5 separate regions of the Mus musculus genome follow, and regions 1, 2, 3 and 4 are each linked to region 5. A link is a contact called in public promoter capture Hi-C and targeted proximity ligation data. All regions are on one chromosome and are shown on one strand. The core of a region is the stretch at or near the end of the contact, and the rest is flanking DNA. Distances in the headings are between cores, read along the strand shown.

Region 1 (2,700 bases), core at 89-2,588, 820 kb after region 5:
CCCTCAACCCTTACCCTGAAGGGCCCTGCAGGAAAGCCTACAGCTGTCCACAGAGTCCAGGGGTCCAGAATCTCCTCAGAAGACACCTCCATCCCCTGCACCCCCAAGCTTTGAGGAGCAGCTTCGCCTGGCCCTGGAGTTGTCTTCAAGGGAACAGGAGGAGTTGGAGCGACGGGGTCAGCAGGAAGAAGACGACTTACAGCGGATCCTGCAGCTGTCACTCACAGAGCACTGAGTTGCCTGGCCTTGGGACGGCTCCCCAGGGCCATGCCTTCTGCCTGGTTTTGTAATTTATTTATTTATAAACTGTCTGCTGCTGAGCTTGGGACCTGGGCACTGAAGATAGGCTAGCAGTGAGACTGAGGTGGAAATAAAGAGACCATCAGCAGTAGGCTTGCTGTCCTGCGTGGTCTGGAACCAAGGGGACACTGGATGGGGTTACTGATGGGTAGTCCTCGCTGGAGCTGGCACTGAGCAGCTTTGGAGCCTCCATTTCTACAGCTAGAAAATAAGACCACTTCTCACGGGGCAGGAGTTCCTGGAGATTCTGAAATTTCCCTGGATGCTACCCCAACCCCAGGTTCTGCCTGCCACCCAGCCTGATGGTCCATACTCCCGCTGGGCTGGGTCTTCCTATTCTACCTACTGGGGGAAGCTCCCACCTCATCCCCAAAACTCAGGCACAGGTTCCCCCTGTTTCAAGTATTTTCTACCAGAATGAACCTTTAAGCAAGTCACTCTCTGGGGAAGGGGCTCAGCCCTGTCCTAGTCACCCCTAGGGTGGACCTGAAATGCGTACAGGTATTGGGGACTATTGCAAAAATTCCAAAAAGGCCTTCTGTTCTCCCAGATCTTCTCAAGAGTAGAGGAATGACAGCCAAGCAGAAAAGAGAGCAAGTTTGGAATGGGGTGGTAGATTTAAGACCCATTGCCTCCCAGGTATGGTGGCGCATGCCTCTAATTCTAGTGCTTGGGAGGCAGAGGCAGGTGGATCTCTGGGTTTTAGGCGACTTGCTCTATATAATGAGTTTCAGGTCTGTCAGCTACATAGTGAGACCCTGTCTCAAAAACAAAACTGTTGCCCTTGCTCCTTCCTTTCCAAGAAACCATAGCATAAACCAAACAGTGGGGGTCCAAGTCTTACTGGGTGCAGCAAGAAGGGTTGAAAGCCTTCTGTGGGCAAAGCGACCAAAGCAGGGAAAGTGAGGTCTGGGCTCACCTGCGCCACGCCCTTGACCACGCCTCTAGCGCGGTCGGGGCGGGGCAAGCTGAACCGAGACCGCAGGGGCGGGGCCGCTGTCGCTCGGTACCAGCTCTACGCGACCAGACTGGTCATGAGTCGGGCCCTTTAAGGGCCGCTCCCGAGGAGGTGCCAGGCCCTGGTGGCTCCAATCTCTTCTTCCTGGTTGTGCGAAGGCAGGGACTGACCGTAAGGCTGAGGGAGGGGTCGTGCCGGGTGTTCGCCCAGGTGTTCCGGGCCTGCCTACCTTATGGCGCTGGTCACAGTGAGTCGCTCGCCGCCGGCAAGTGGCCACTCCACGCCTGTGGGACCCACGGTGAGTTTAGCTTGGTTTTACGCTCTTACAGTTGGCTGCCAAGGTAGGCCTTAGGGAGCAAGTCCTGCCCCTAGCAGACGGCTGGGAGTAGGCGGAGGGGGACCTTGAGTCTCACGTTTTAAGGCACTTGGGAGGCCCTGAGGCTCCCAGGAGCTCGACGTAGGTAGATGCGGAATCCTGAGAACCGCCCGGGTCTGTTGAAGCCCAGATCTGCCCAAATACCTCCCACACTCTGCAACCCCCTATCCTTGCAGCACTGCTGTACCTGGACTTAGGCCGGGTTTCTCTGGGGCCTGTTGGAGGGGAGCGGCTTCAGAGGAAAGAGATTTCTTTTCCACCTAGCGCTCCCTTGTAGGAAGAGGAGAGGCTTTTGGGTGCTTCCTGTCCTGGAAGCTGCTCTCTTACTCTATTCCCGGGCTGCTTTCTCAGCAGGACCGAGTGGTAAGACGCAGAGGCCGGCTCCAGCGCAGGTGAGTTCTGTCTGACAAATGCTTCCTTATAGCCTGTGGCCTAGCTGCTGCCATTGTGGACTCCTGATGTCTTGCTTGGACCAAGGACTCACTTAAGTATTGTCAGATAAACTCATGCTTAGGTGGGAGGCAGATGCTGTGGGTGGAGCTGGCAAACATCACATCTCTGGCTTGTGGAAGAACCAGCATGGTTAACTTAGCCCTGGCCAGTAGATGCTTTCACACATTACCTGGACCTTGGCTCGCCCAGTAATCCCAGGACCAAGGGCAGGATGGGACCTGAAGGAGTATAAGTGCTTAAACAAGTTTATAGCATCTGAGTCCACCCCGAAAAGGAACACATTCCAAAGGTGCAAAACAAGGTGAGGAGGAGCCTGAGAGCCCAAGGCTGGCTCTAGGTGCCTACCGCTATCAGGGTCCTGGTTACAAAAGTGCAAACTGTGCCTCACTCCGGCCCATCTGACTCTGGAGAGCGGGCCAGCAGCCCACTTCCGCCAGCCAGGGGACTCAGCCTCCCTAAAGTTTGAAAACCTATGACCTGAACCATGTCCCCATCGCTCTGCCAGGCAGAGTTTTGCGGTGCTCCGAGGGGCTGTCCTGGGACTTCAGGATGGAGGGGACAGTAATGTTGCATCTGAGGCTGACTCTGAGCCAATGGAGGAACCCTCAGGTGA
Region 2 (2,700 bases), core at 108-2,607, 930 kb before region 5:
CACCCGCTACACCTCATGTCCTCTACCTGCCTAGGCTTTCTTCAGGCACCACCCTACCTCTCCCCCGCCCCCGGCCACGCGCATCTCCCCACCCTTGCCAAAGTTCCTGCCTTTACTGACACCTGCATTAGATGAGGCTTCAGTCGGGGAAAGTGTGTGGACCAACCCTTCCTCTCCATTAACCATGAAGGCAGAGGCGTCTTCATCAGCTCATGCCCAGCTGAGCATAACGCCCAGGTGCGAAAGTTAGACGCAGTCAGCTCTTAACTTTTGGAGTGTCGAGGTGCCTAGAATCCCAAGAAAAGCACCATCTATTCAATGAATGCTTGTCCATCTTATGTAGCTTGATCGGCCATGCTGTGACCTCTATAACTGTGAAGAGCCTTGGGACCGCTCCAATCCCTCTGCATCCTTGATGCTCCAAACTCTTGTAGTGCGCCCAGGGGGATCTGCAGGTCCTGTGTGAGCCTGCCCTGGTGTTCCGGGCCTCTGCTGCCCTCTCCCGGGTCAGGTAACCCCCACAAGGGAGCTGATCCCAGGTGCGCAGACCAATTACTTGAAAGAGAAGGCCAGAATGCTACACAAAGATTGGCTAAGGCCATTGTCCCTCTTTTTTTTCTGCACGGTTGGGGAAATCGAGGCACGGATTTACCTAAGGCCATGCAGGGTGTGCGCAAAGACCGCTAGGGCGGAGTGCTAGCTCTGCAGGCCTGCGCCCTAAGGTGAGGGGGTGGGGAGCTGGCTCAGCCCTACAGCGGGTCTGCGGCAGGGACCGGCCGGGGTGGGGCTACCGTTTGTCTAGCGTCCGGCAGAAGTCAGCTCTCATCCAGCCAGGGGCAGCTCCAGCAAGCAGTTGCAGCCACCAGAGGTAATCCCTGCTTCGCCGAGCGCCGGCTGGGCTGGAAGACAGCTGCAACCCAGAGGCACGCGGGGGCGCAGGAGGCGGGTGGAGGACTGTGTTGGCGGCGTCACTGAGCCGGATCGTCCCCAGTACCTTCCCGGAGGGCGACATAGGGTGGGGCCGGCGGCTCTGCAACTCGAGCTGCGGCCCTAGTTAAAAATACCCCTTGCCCTACCCTCTCTCTGGCCGGCGGTGCCCTTCTGTCCCAGTCCAACCCTTCTCACCCGGACCGGCGACCGGCTCCTCCCGGGAGACAACTCTGCCATTTACCAATTTGTCCTCTCGCAGAGCTGGCTTAGAGTCTGCAGAGGAAGGGGGCGGGGGGAGGGGACTGAAAGACACCCTAAGTAAGAGATAGTAAAAAAGTGTTGCGGGGGAGATAAGGGAGAGCCTAGAGGGAGCGGGGTAAGAGCCTCGGGCGTAGGTGGAGGACCAGGGAGGGAGGGACCAGGGCCGAGGGGCGGTGGAGGAGGGCGGGGAGGAGGGCAGGGAGGAGGGCAGGGAGGAGCGCTCTTCCTGGTTGGGCCCTGCCCTGAGCTGCCACCAAGGAAGCCAGCCCCAGGGACCGCAGCAATCTCCCAAACTCCCCTTCCCCAGGTAAGAAGTTGGGTGTCCAGACTACGACTGTTTGACCCAGGCCACTGCTTCTGGGGTTAGGGGGCTGTCGCTGATCAGCCCCTGCTTCAGGTCTTCTGTGTGTTTGCCTGAGGGTTAAGGGTCCGGAAGCAGCTCAACCCAGGCGCTCAGCTCAACCTGTCCGCTGTAGCTGGGCCAGTGTCCAGTGCTCTGATGTTCAGCTTGTGGAAAGGCATCAGTGCGTGGAGTTTTCAGTTCCTAAGCCGAGGAAAGGGGCAAATGAACTAGATGCTTGGCAGCTTTGTGGAGGGGAAGTTACAGGCAGGCAAATGGTGTCAGGGATCGTACCTGGAGTACCTCTGCTCTGCTGCTGTGGCTGGCCTCCACCCTATCCTACCTGCCTGGATGGCTGATACCAAACTGTCACCTCTGGGCGGTAAGAATAGGGAAAAGAGAGGTGGTGACCAGGATACCTAGAAACTGGACACCCCTTTCCAGATTCTGAGAGCCTAACAACAAGGTGGCTGAGAGTCCCAGGCACTGTAAAGGGAGCAGTGACCCATGTTTGGGGAGGAATGAGTCCAGGAGAATGTCGGCAGGCAGTTGTGTTTTATCCCTGGGAAGGCCTGCATCTCTACCAGGCCCATGTGTTCCCCAGGATGACAGAGGAGTTAATCACCCCTGTGTACTGCACCGGGGTGTCAGCCCAAGTACAGAAGAAGCGGGACAAGGAGCTGGGCTTGGGCCGCCATGAAAACGCCATCAAGTACCTGGGCCAGGATTATGAAACGCTTCGGGCAAGATGCCTGCAGAGTGGGGTCCTCTTCCAAGACGAGGCCTTCCCTCCGGTTTCTCATAGCCTGGGCTTCAAGGAACTGGGTCCTCATTCCTCTAAAACCTATGGCATCAAATGGAAGCGGCCTACGGTAAGAGGGCCACTCTGGGTGGAACTTGGTTCTGATGGTGGTGGGCAATGGGACTGGGCCCCCCCATTATTCGTGGTGTCTGGGTACCAGTTTCTAGGAGGGACTGGCCCAGGAACATGACCGTGGGTCTTGTAGGAACTGATGTCAAACCCCCAGTTCATCGTGGATGGAGCCACCCGGACAGACATCTGCCAGGGAGCACTGGGTAGGCCCCCAGGGGTGGGGTTCTGGGCGTTTGCCCCATTGTAGTTCTCCGTTCCCGTTCCATTGGGCACTGCCCCAACTCCTCCCTCCTGC
Region 3 (2,700 bases), core at 142-2,641, 550 kb before region 5:
TGTGGATGAGGCCGGTGAGGTGGATCCTTGGTGACCAGGGAGATTCGAACTGTTCCTGGTCCTGTGTAGCCATTGATCTGTCCAAAGTACAGAGTACTCTAGTGGCCAGCAATCCCTAATCTGGCTCTTAGACACAGGGCACGGTGACCAGGAGGCAAGTCTGCTGGGGCTGCACAGTGCGTTCCACCACATCTGTGTCCCAGCGACACCCCTGGGGGCTCTTGCTTACCTTGATGGTGGGGTGTGTCTTGGTGGTATCTGTGCTTCTCTCGCCAGGAATACTGCCCGCTGAGCGCCCCTCGCATTTATAGCGGAATCGCATGCCCCGTTGCTTCGGCTGTTCGATGATCTCCACATAAGGCCCAGAAGCCTGGGCTGGCTCTGTGGGTGACACAGTCAGCCATCAGGTGCTATCCCCACGGCCCCGACTCCAGGACAGCCCCTGACTACTGAGGATGGATGGTCCAACTTACCTGAGGGAAAGATGAGGGGAAACAGATCTGAAAGGGAAAGACAAGGCACATTGTCAATAAACTCCAGTGCCCACCCTCACCTGCGAAGGCCTGACAGAGCCAAGCTCCCTCCCTTCCAAGAAAACTGAGCCAAGACCCTGAAACCTGCCCTGACAGAGGCCGGGGAACTAGAGAAAGGGGACACAGAGGCATTCCTTTGCCAGGGGAAACTGAGTCAGTGCCTGTTTTACGTTCATAAGTGACACTGAGGAGGGGGTAATACCCTCCTCTCCTCTTCTGGGGAAACTGAGTCAGATACTTTCTTCCTTACACGGAAAGGAAGCCAGAACTAATCGCATCGACACGGGGGTGGGGGGAGCCGGAGGAAACGGAGTCAAGATTCACCCGTACCCCCACCCAGGAGGGACACTGAGTCAAGGCGCCCTCCACTGAGAGGGGTAACTGAGTCAGACCCCCTCGCAGCCCGCCCCGCCCCGTGCCACCATCCGGCCTGCCGCTCCCTGCGCAGCAACCCGCGGCGCAGAAAGGGGCGGAAGACGGCGCGGGGAGGGGGGAGATTCCGCCGCAGGCCCCGGAGCTCTAGGGCAGCCATCCCCCGAGCCAGAGGGCAGCCTCACCGTCCATGGTCAGGGTCCCGGGGGCGGGGCCGGGGTCGCAGCTGAGCCCACGGCGCGCTAAAGTAAAGCCATTCGCCAGAGGCGGAAATGCGCGGCGCGCGCCCGTCGTCGCGTCACTGCCCGGAATCCGGCCGCGCCTGCGCGCTGAGCCGCCGCCACCGCCACCGCCGCGCGTGGGGGGCCGAGAGCAGGTGCGCGACTCACGCTGGGCGCGGAAGGTGTGCGGCGGGCGCGCGGGCGGGGACACCGCAGCGCGGCGGGAGGACGCCGAGGCTGTTTGTCCCGAGGCCGGCCCGACTACAAGCTCCGCAGCGCGGCTCGCTCGGGGTCCCGGTCCCGTTCCCGGCCCCGCCTGGAGGGCGGGCCCGCGATTACTCACTCTGTTTTTAGGGGATTTCGGGTCCCGTTCCCCGCCCCGCTCTGATCTCAGGAGTTTGGTGATGTCACCCTGGCCGGGACTGGAGCCGAGCCAGGGCTGGTGGCAGGCTGCGGCCATTCGCCCTGCGCAGGGAGAGGCCCAGGCCTGCTGCTCCCGCGGAGGCCAGTGACTGAATTCCACACGTTTTCCTAAGCGTGCAGGGGCCTTCTGGGGACCCGCGTGCTACGGGCCACATGCTCCCCAACCTAGATCCGGCTGCGCGCAGGAGTGCTTCGCGGAGCGAGCGTGCTGCATCCGACAGGCCTTAGGGTAGAGGGGCAGACCGAGGACTAGGCAGACACCTGTACCTCTAAGAGTCCCTGAGAGCCATGAGTGCTGGAAGAGCCCCAGGGCTTCGTCTGCACACATAGGTGCTGTCTGCTAAGGTTTAGATCTTTAGGGATCTCCGGAACCAGCTAGGGTCACACCGTGAACATCTCCTTCAAGGCCTCCCAGGAGTCCAGGCTCCAATGAGGAAAGCGTTTGTAGGGAGCAAAAATTGCCATCTAAGCCAAGGGCAGGTGTGCAGATTGAGTGTGGGGACTCTGGCCGGAGGACGCAACACATCAGGCTGCCTCCACTATGCCAGAAGGAGGAGGCGCCTCCCGGGCCACAGGAGGTTTCAGCACTCAGAGAAAGACTTATTTTCTCTAAATTAGGAAATCATGTGGGAATTGGAAAAGATTGGAAATTCTGAATTGCTTTCCCAGGCTCTGAAAAAAACAGGAAGACAAAAGTGAAAATAGTTACGCCCCTCCCACTCATTTCAGTTTCTCACTTGGCGCAGATTAGAAAAAGCAGTTTAATATTTTGCGAGGGCGGATGTCAAGGCGACAGAATGAATATAATCTCCAATTAATGGCACACAGCCATCATTGGTCCTCACATGAACCACTTGTAAAAACACATATAGTTACAATTTAAGTTAATATGAATACCAGCGTCCTTACTAAAAAGTAAAGGCTAGAAATGAGAACTCAGTAGTTTTTGCATAACGTTGCAGGAAGCTGGGATTTGATCTCTGACTCCAGGATGCTCCAGTAATCCCAGCGCTCATGGGGTCAGACGTTCAACGTCATCCTCCTCTACATAGTTTGAACCCATCCAGAACTACAGAAGATGCTCTTTAAAAAAGGATGGTTGCAGGCTGGAGAGATGGCCCATCAGTTAAGAGTCGATAATGCCCTTGCAG
Region 4 (2,700 bases), core at 65-2,564, 650 kb before region 5:
ACCCCCTTCTTCCTCCTCCTCCTCCTCTTATTTATTTTATGCATGTGAGTATATGGTAGCTATTTCCAGACACCCCAGAAAAGGGTGTCTTAGCCCTTTTACAGATGGTTGTGAGCCACCATGTGGTTGCTGGGAATTAAACTCAGGAGCTCTGGAAGAGCAGCCAGGGCTCTTAACCGATGAGCCATCTCTCCAGCCCTTGGTCTTTTAATTACTTGGTGCTCTTGCAAAGAACCCAGGATTATGAGGAGCACTGGTCCTTGATTTGTAACCCACTCGAGTATAAGCCATTTTCACCAGCAGGCCCTACAGTCCTCTGAGAGGAGAGAATGCCTCCGTAAGATCTGGTGGGCTCTCCTGTAGAGCACTTTCTAACCAGTGATCAGTGGGGGAGGGTCAAGCCCATTGTAGGTGGGGTCATCCTTGGGCTGCTGCTCTTGGGTTCTGTAACAAAGCAGGCTGAGCAAGCCATGAGGAGCAAGCCAGTAAGCAGCACTCCTCCATGGCCTCCAGCTTCCTGCCCTGCTTGAGTTCCTGCTTTTGATGAACATGTTATATGGAACCATGAGTGAAACAAACCTTTTCTTTTCTTTTCTTTTCTTTTTTTTTGGCTTTTCGAGACAGGGTTTCTCTGTGTAGCCCTGGCTGTCCTGGAACTCGCTCTGTAGACCAGGCTGGCCTCGAACTCAGAAATTCGCCTGCTTCTGCCTCCCAAGTGCTGGGATTAAAGGCATGAGCCACCATGCCCGGCGAAACAAACCTTTTCCTCCCCAAGTTATTTTTGGTCATGGTGTTAATCCCAGCTATACTAGTCCTAACTAAGACAGCAGGCTTACATCAGTTCTAGGCATTGGTAGAAGGTGGACAGAGGACACCCAACACGCAAACAGGGAGGAGTGTTGAAATAGGCAGAAAACGACCTCAGTGTAGCTAGCCTAGTTTGAAAGATTTAGAGAACTTTTTATTGCAGTGACTGTTGGGCAGATGTCATGGTCCTGCCCATCTCCTGCTTCCCCTGTGTGGAAAGACAACCCTGAGGGAATCGGGTATTTCACAGACCTAAGGGCCACTTTATCTGAGGCAAGTAGAAATGGAGACTCTGAAAAGCCACACCCGAGTACTGAAGCGTTACCAGGGAGACGGTGGTACCCAACCATAGCTCTGGCCACCAGCCGAGCCCGTAGGTCAGGGTCAAATGTGCAGCAGACACGCCCCCCCTTTGACTAAAGCGCCAGGAAGACCGTGTAAGCGTCACTTCCGCCCTCAGCTACCACATGTGGGAGGCGGGGCCGTAGTGGGGGCGCATCTTATTTGGATCACTTCCGGTGAGCCCAGCAGTGACCACGGCAACATGGCCTTGAACGGTGCAGGTATGCGCTTGGGATGTTTGGGCAGTGGCCGTGGGGTGCGGGAGGCAGCTCTCTCTATCTCCTGTGCCTGTTTTCTCTAGATGTCGACGATTTCACCTGGGAGCCTCCGACTGAAGCTGAGACGAAGGTGCTGCAGGCGCGACGGGAGCGGCAGGATCGCATCTCCCGTCTGATGGGGGACTACCTGCTCCGTGGTTACCGCATGCTGGGCGACACGTGCGCCGACTGCGGGGTGAGGCGAGTGATGAGGCCGAGGCCGCGGACCGGGCCGCACGACCTTTCCTCAGCTCCCTCTTCTGTGAACCCTGTCTCTCCGGCTCACCTATGTCCATGTACTTTCTGGTCCCCAGACGATCCTCCTGCAAGATAAACAGCGGAAAATCTACTGTGTGGCTTGTCAGGAGCTCGACTCAGACGTGGATAAAGATAACCCGGGTGAGGGTCCGAGTGTGCACTGTGGGGAGAAGAGAGTGGCGATAGCTACAGAGGAACTGTGAGCCTGGGAGGTGACAGTGGAAACTCCTGCGTGCTGTGGCATTAAGGTGCCTTCTCGTTTCCGCCCTAGAGAGGTGTTTCATTCAAGAAAGACCATCAGCCTTTTGTTTCTGACACCGTGGGGAGAGTCCTAGCAAAATAGTCATCCTACGTTGTAGAGTGCACGTGCAACCCTGGGTGCTTGTGCATGTTGGACAGGCATTTTACCACTGAAGGGCGGGCATCCCAGTTTACAGGAATAGACTTGATGCATAGATGAGGCCAGGCCATCTGTCAAGCAACTGGACCTCAAGTGTAAATCAGTGGGGCAGTGTTTGGCAAGCATGTGTAAGGAGAAAGAAGAGTAGAGATGAGATGGGATTGGCTTAGGCAGAAAACACCAGCAGCTCAGGGACATCAGTAAAGAGCACATGACTCGGGAGAGGCGGACGGGGCACCCTCACTCTTCCACCACTTTTCTTGTTCTAGCACTGAATGCACAGGCGGCGCTCTCTCAAGCTCGGGAACACCAGCTGGCCTCATCTACAGAGCCTGCCTCGAGCTCTCGGCCCCCATCCCAGCCACCAGTACCCCGTCCAGAGCACTGTGAAGGCGCAGCAGCCGGGCTCAAGGCAGCCCAGGCGCCTCCTCTTCCGGCTGCACCTCCAAATACGGACGCGGTGGCTTCCACACAGACGGCCCTCCTGCAGAAGCTAACCTGGGCGTCAGTCGAGCTGGGCTCTAGCACCTCCTTGGAGACTAGTATCCAGCTCTGTGGGCTTATCCGGGCTTGCGCCGAGGCCCTAGGCAGCCTGAAACAGCTGGATCACTGAGACCTCTATCCTGATCCCTGTTC
Region 5 (2,700 bases), core at 85-2,584:
ATCAAAAAAACCCAGAGGTCCTGACTTCAATTCCCAGAAACCACATGGTGGCTCACAACCATCTGTAATGGGATCTGATGCCCTCTTCTGGCATGCAGGTGTACGTGCAGATAGAGCACTCATACATAAAATAAATACACCTTTAAAAAATAAAAATAAAAGGGGGGATCACTTTAGCCCTTACAGAGGGACAAAGGGAACGGAGGCTTGACCATGGCCCAGAGTGATGGCTAGAGTCTGGGTTCTAAACCCCTCTTTAATCAGATTTTCCCTGAATATTTTCCATGAGGACAGGAACTATGTCATTCCTAACACCTATCTATGTCTTCCTAGTGCCCAGGCACACTAACTACATATAGACAATAGCCAGAAAACATTTAGGCCCAATAAGTAAACAAATGGGTGCGGTTGGAGAGATGGTCGCTCTTCCAAAGGACCTGCTTAGATTCCCATTATTCACTCAGCAGCTCACAACCATCTATCATTCCAGTTCCAGGGGATCGAACACCCTCCTCTGCCCTCTGTGGGCACTGCTTGTATGTGGTGTACAGACAAACATACAGGCAAAACACATATAAAATAAAATAGTAATTTTAAAAGTAAACACAAAATAAGCAAAGATGGAGGACAGTGAAATATACTTTTAGTCCCAGCTCAGGAGGCAGAGGTAGGTGAATCTCTGAATTTGAGGCCTCTGAAATGTGAGAAACCAGCCCCGTGAGCTATACACACCTGAGAAAAGGGTGTCCCATGCAGGGCAAACCTATCACACACACACCCCGCCCCCGCCTGGCCTAAACATGCTAGTGACTTTAATCCAACATATTATCATTCCCATTTCTCAGATAGAAAGGCTGAGTTTATGGCTTGAACATGCTGGTCAAAAGTCGCGCAGCCTAGAGTTCCTGGTGCCCTGGCTCCAGCCCACCAGCCTGTAATCCAGCAGATGAGACTGTCTTTCCCTTCTGGGTATTAACTGTCAACAAGCAAAGCTTATGGGGTGAAGTCTGGGTGGGCTTAGTGCTGGGCCTATTCCCTAGAGAGGAACCTGCGGACGTCCACCCACCATGGCCGTCTTCATTACTCAGTTGGGGAGACTCGGGTGCCGCAGAGCAAGGACTCGCCCAAGGTCGCAAGCGCGAGCGCGGCTAGAGAAACCAGGCGTCCGGCGGTCCAGACTGGGCTTCCCACAGGCGAGGGGGTGGAGATGGGGTGTGCCCGCGGTGCCAGGCGCGGCCAGCGGCGCCACCGGTGCTGCGGGGGCGGGGTCAGCGGAGGGCGGGGCGCCGGGCACCGCGGCCGCCAACGCCGCCGCGCTCGGGCTGGGCTCCGCGCACTCTTCAGCGGCCGCCGAGCCGAGCGGACGCCCCTCGGGGCCGCACCGCAGCCCCCCCGCACCCCTGCTTATCATGCCCCGAGCCAGGGCCTGGCAGCCGAAGCAGCCAGGACACCATGCCGGAGGGCGAAGGTGGAGACTGCGGGGAGGTGCCCGCGCTCGTTCCGGACGGCGAGCCGCTGCGAGAGGAGGTACCGGGGGCGAGTAGTGGGAAAGAAGCCAGGGCTGTAGAGAGGTGAAGGGGACAAGTAGAGGGGCGATCCCCGGAGAGGGATTGAGGAGGAAAGTCCCGGAGCCCCTCCAGCAATGACGTCATTGGGGAGACAGCGTTCTGGTAGGGGTCGAGGCTTCGGGATCCACGTAGGTCAAGGCAGGAATAGATGGCAGGAATGTAGGGGAGACCCTGACCCTCGACGCCCCCTCAACCATCTTCTCCTGTCCTGTGACGTCAGCCCCTGTGGCCCCCACACGTCCCTGTTCCATAGCGCAGCCGGGGATGCTGTCCGTGACTGCTTGGGCCATGGGGTCAGGCCCCCAGTCCAGCCCAGTTGCTCACGAGGTGTCGGGCGGTGCCTGCAATGCAGTAGCGGTGGCAGGGACTGGAGGTGGGGGAGGGAAAAACGGAAGAGAAAGGAGCGGAGCCTGCTGATACCTTTCTCTCCCCCACCCCCAGGTGAGGACTGAGGGCCCACTCCAGTGGCTGAGATCCCCAGACCCCCTCCCCAGCTCTAGCTAGGAGGATGTGCCAAGTGTAAGATGATAGGTGTGGAAAACAGGGTGGTGTGTGGTCTGCATGTGTGAGCGGATATAAATGCATTTTGTGGTGTGTGTGTGTGTGTGTGTGTGTGTGTGTGTGAAAGAATTCTGGTGATGTGTTCCCTGTGTCTTCAGTAGAAACATATATACCCTGTAGTCAGGTGAGCCTCTGGTGGGTCCCTTGCCTTGGGTCTTCACCCAAGAGTGTGGGTGTGTATGATTTCATGCTGTGCCTCTCTAGTGTGTTGCTAAGTATGGACTGTGGGTGTCAGGTTGCTATAGGGTGGGGTAGGCATGCACTGTGGTCAGGTGAGGGTCTTACATGTCTAGGTGCCAGAGTGTAACATGTATGTGCATATGCCCTGTGCTGATGTGGTCTTGAGTGTGTGGGTGTACCTTGCTACAGCCCTGATGTTTGTTCTCTGAAAATAAGTGAGGTTCTGTTGTTTCTTAATGAGCGATGGTGTTCCTTTGTGGTAGGTGGGTCTATGATGAGCCTGTGTTGGAGGTGTGGATGGGTGGGTGTGTGCCCCTGGCTGGCACAGGTCTAAGTGGCAGAATGCACCTGTAAATTTCATGCACCATGGGACCAGGCTGCTCTGGATGGG

What was found. Promoter capture Hi-C pulls out the DNA fragments that hold promoters and counts their contacts.
Region 1: a targeted proximity ligation map of pancreatic cancer cells shows a contact between it and region 5. A contact is called at or near these places in 1 of 39 promoter capture datasets (liver) and 2 of 130 datasets of targeted methods (embryonic stem cells and pancreatic cancer cells).
Region 2: a contact with region 5 is called in a promoter capture Hi-C map of liver, with 3 times the contacts expected there. A contact is called at or near these places in 2 of 39 promoter capture datasets (the SN4741 cell line and liver).
Region 3: a contact with region 5 is called in a targeted proximity ligation map of memory CD8 T cells, with 50 read pairs. A contact is called at or near these places in 2 of 130 datasets of targeted methods (memory CD8 T cells and pancreatic cancer cells) and 1 of 9 other capture datasets (pancreatic islet).
Region 4: a contact with region 5 is called in a targeted proximity ligation map of bone marrow-derived macrophages, with 4 times the contacts expected there. A contact is called at or near these places in 2 of 39 promoter capture datasets (liver and pre-B cells) and 2 of 130 datasets of targeted methods (bone marrow-derived macrophages and pancreatic cancer cells).

What each region holds. Positions count from the first base shown.
Region 1 is chr19:4,267,871-4,270,570 of GRCm38.p6, reverse strand. It overlaps Ssh3 (slingshot protein phosphatase 3), which reads left to right and starts at 1,338. Exons shown (of 14, transcript NM_198113.3): 1 at 1,338-1,556; 2 at 1,986-2,026; 3 at 2,593-2,700. The coding sequence starts at 1,491. Ankrd13d (ankyrin repeat domain 13 family, member D) reads left to right here. Exons shown (of 15, transcript NM_026720.2): 15 at 22-391. The coding sequence ends at 235.
Region 2 is chr19:6,013,904-6,016,603 of GRCm38.p6, reverse strand. It overlaps Capn1 (calpain 1), which reads left to right and starts at 1,357. Exons shown (of 22, transcript NM_007600.3): 1 at 1,357-1,498; 2 at 2,136-2,403; 3 at 2,539-2,608. The coding sequence starts at 2,137. It overlaps Gm10814 (predicted gene 10814), which reads right to left. Exons shown (of 5, transcript NR_045783.1): 2 at 2,248-2,375; 3 at 792-1,735; 4 at 121-287.
Region 3 is chr19:5,636,232-5,638,931 of GRCm38.p6, reverse strand. It overlaps Rela (v-rel reticuloendotheliosis viral oncogene homolog A (avian)), which reads right to left and starts at 1,391. Exons shown (of 11, transcript NM_009045.5): 1 at 1,091-1,391; 2 at 474-500; 3 at 230-381; 4 at 1-77. The coding sequence starts at 1,097.
Region 4 is chr19:5,730,346-5,733,045 of GRCm38.p6, reverse strand. It overlaps Znrd2 (zinc ribbon domain containing 2), which reads left to right and starts at 1,314. Exons shown (of 4, transcript NM_020491.5): 1 at 1,314-1,370; 2 at 1,451-1,602; 3 at 1,721-1,805; 4 at 2,334-2,700. The coding sequence starts at 1,352. The coding sequence ends at 2,677.
Region 5 is chr19:5,084,125-5,086,824 of GRCm38.p6, reverse strand. Tmem151a (transmembrane protein 151A) reads left to right here and starts at 1,334. Exons shown (of 2, transcript NM_001001885.2): 1 at 1,334-1,527. The coding sequence starts at 1,453.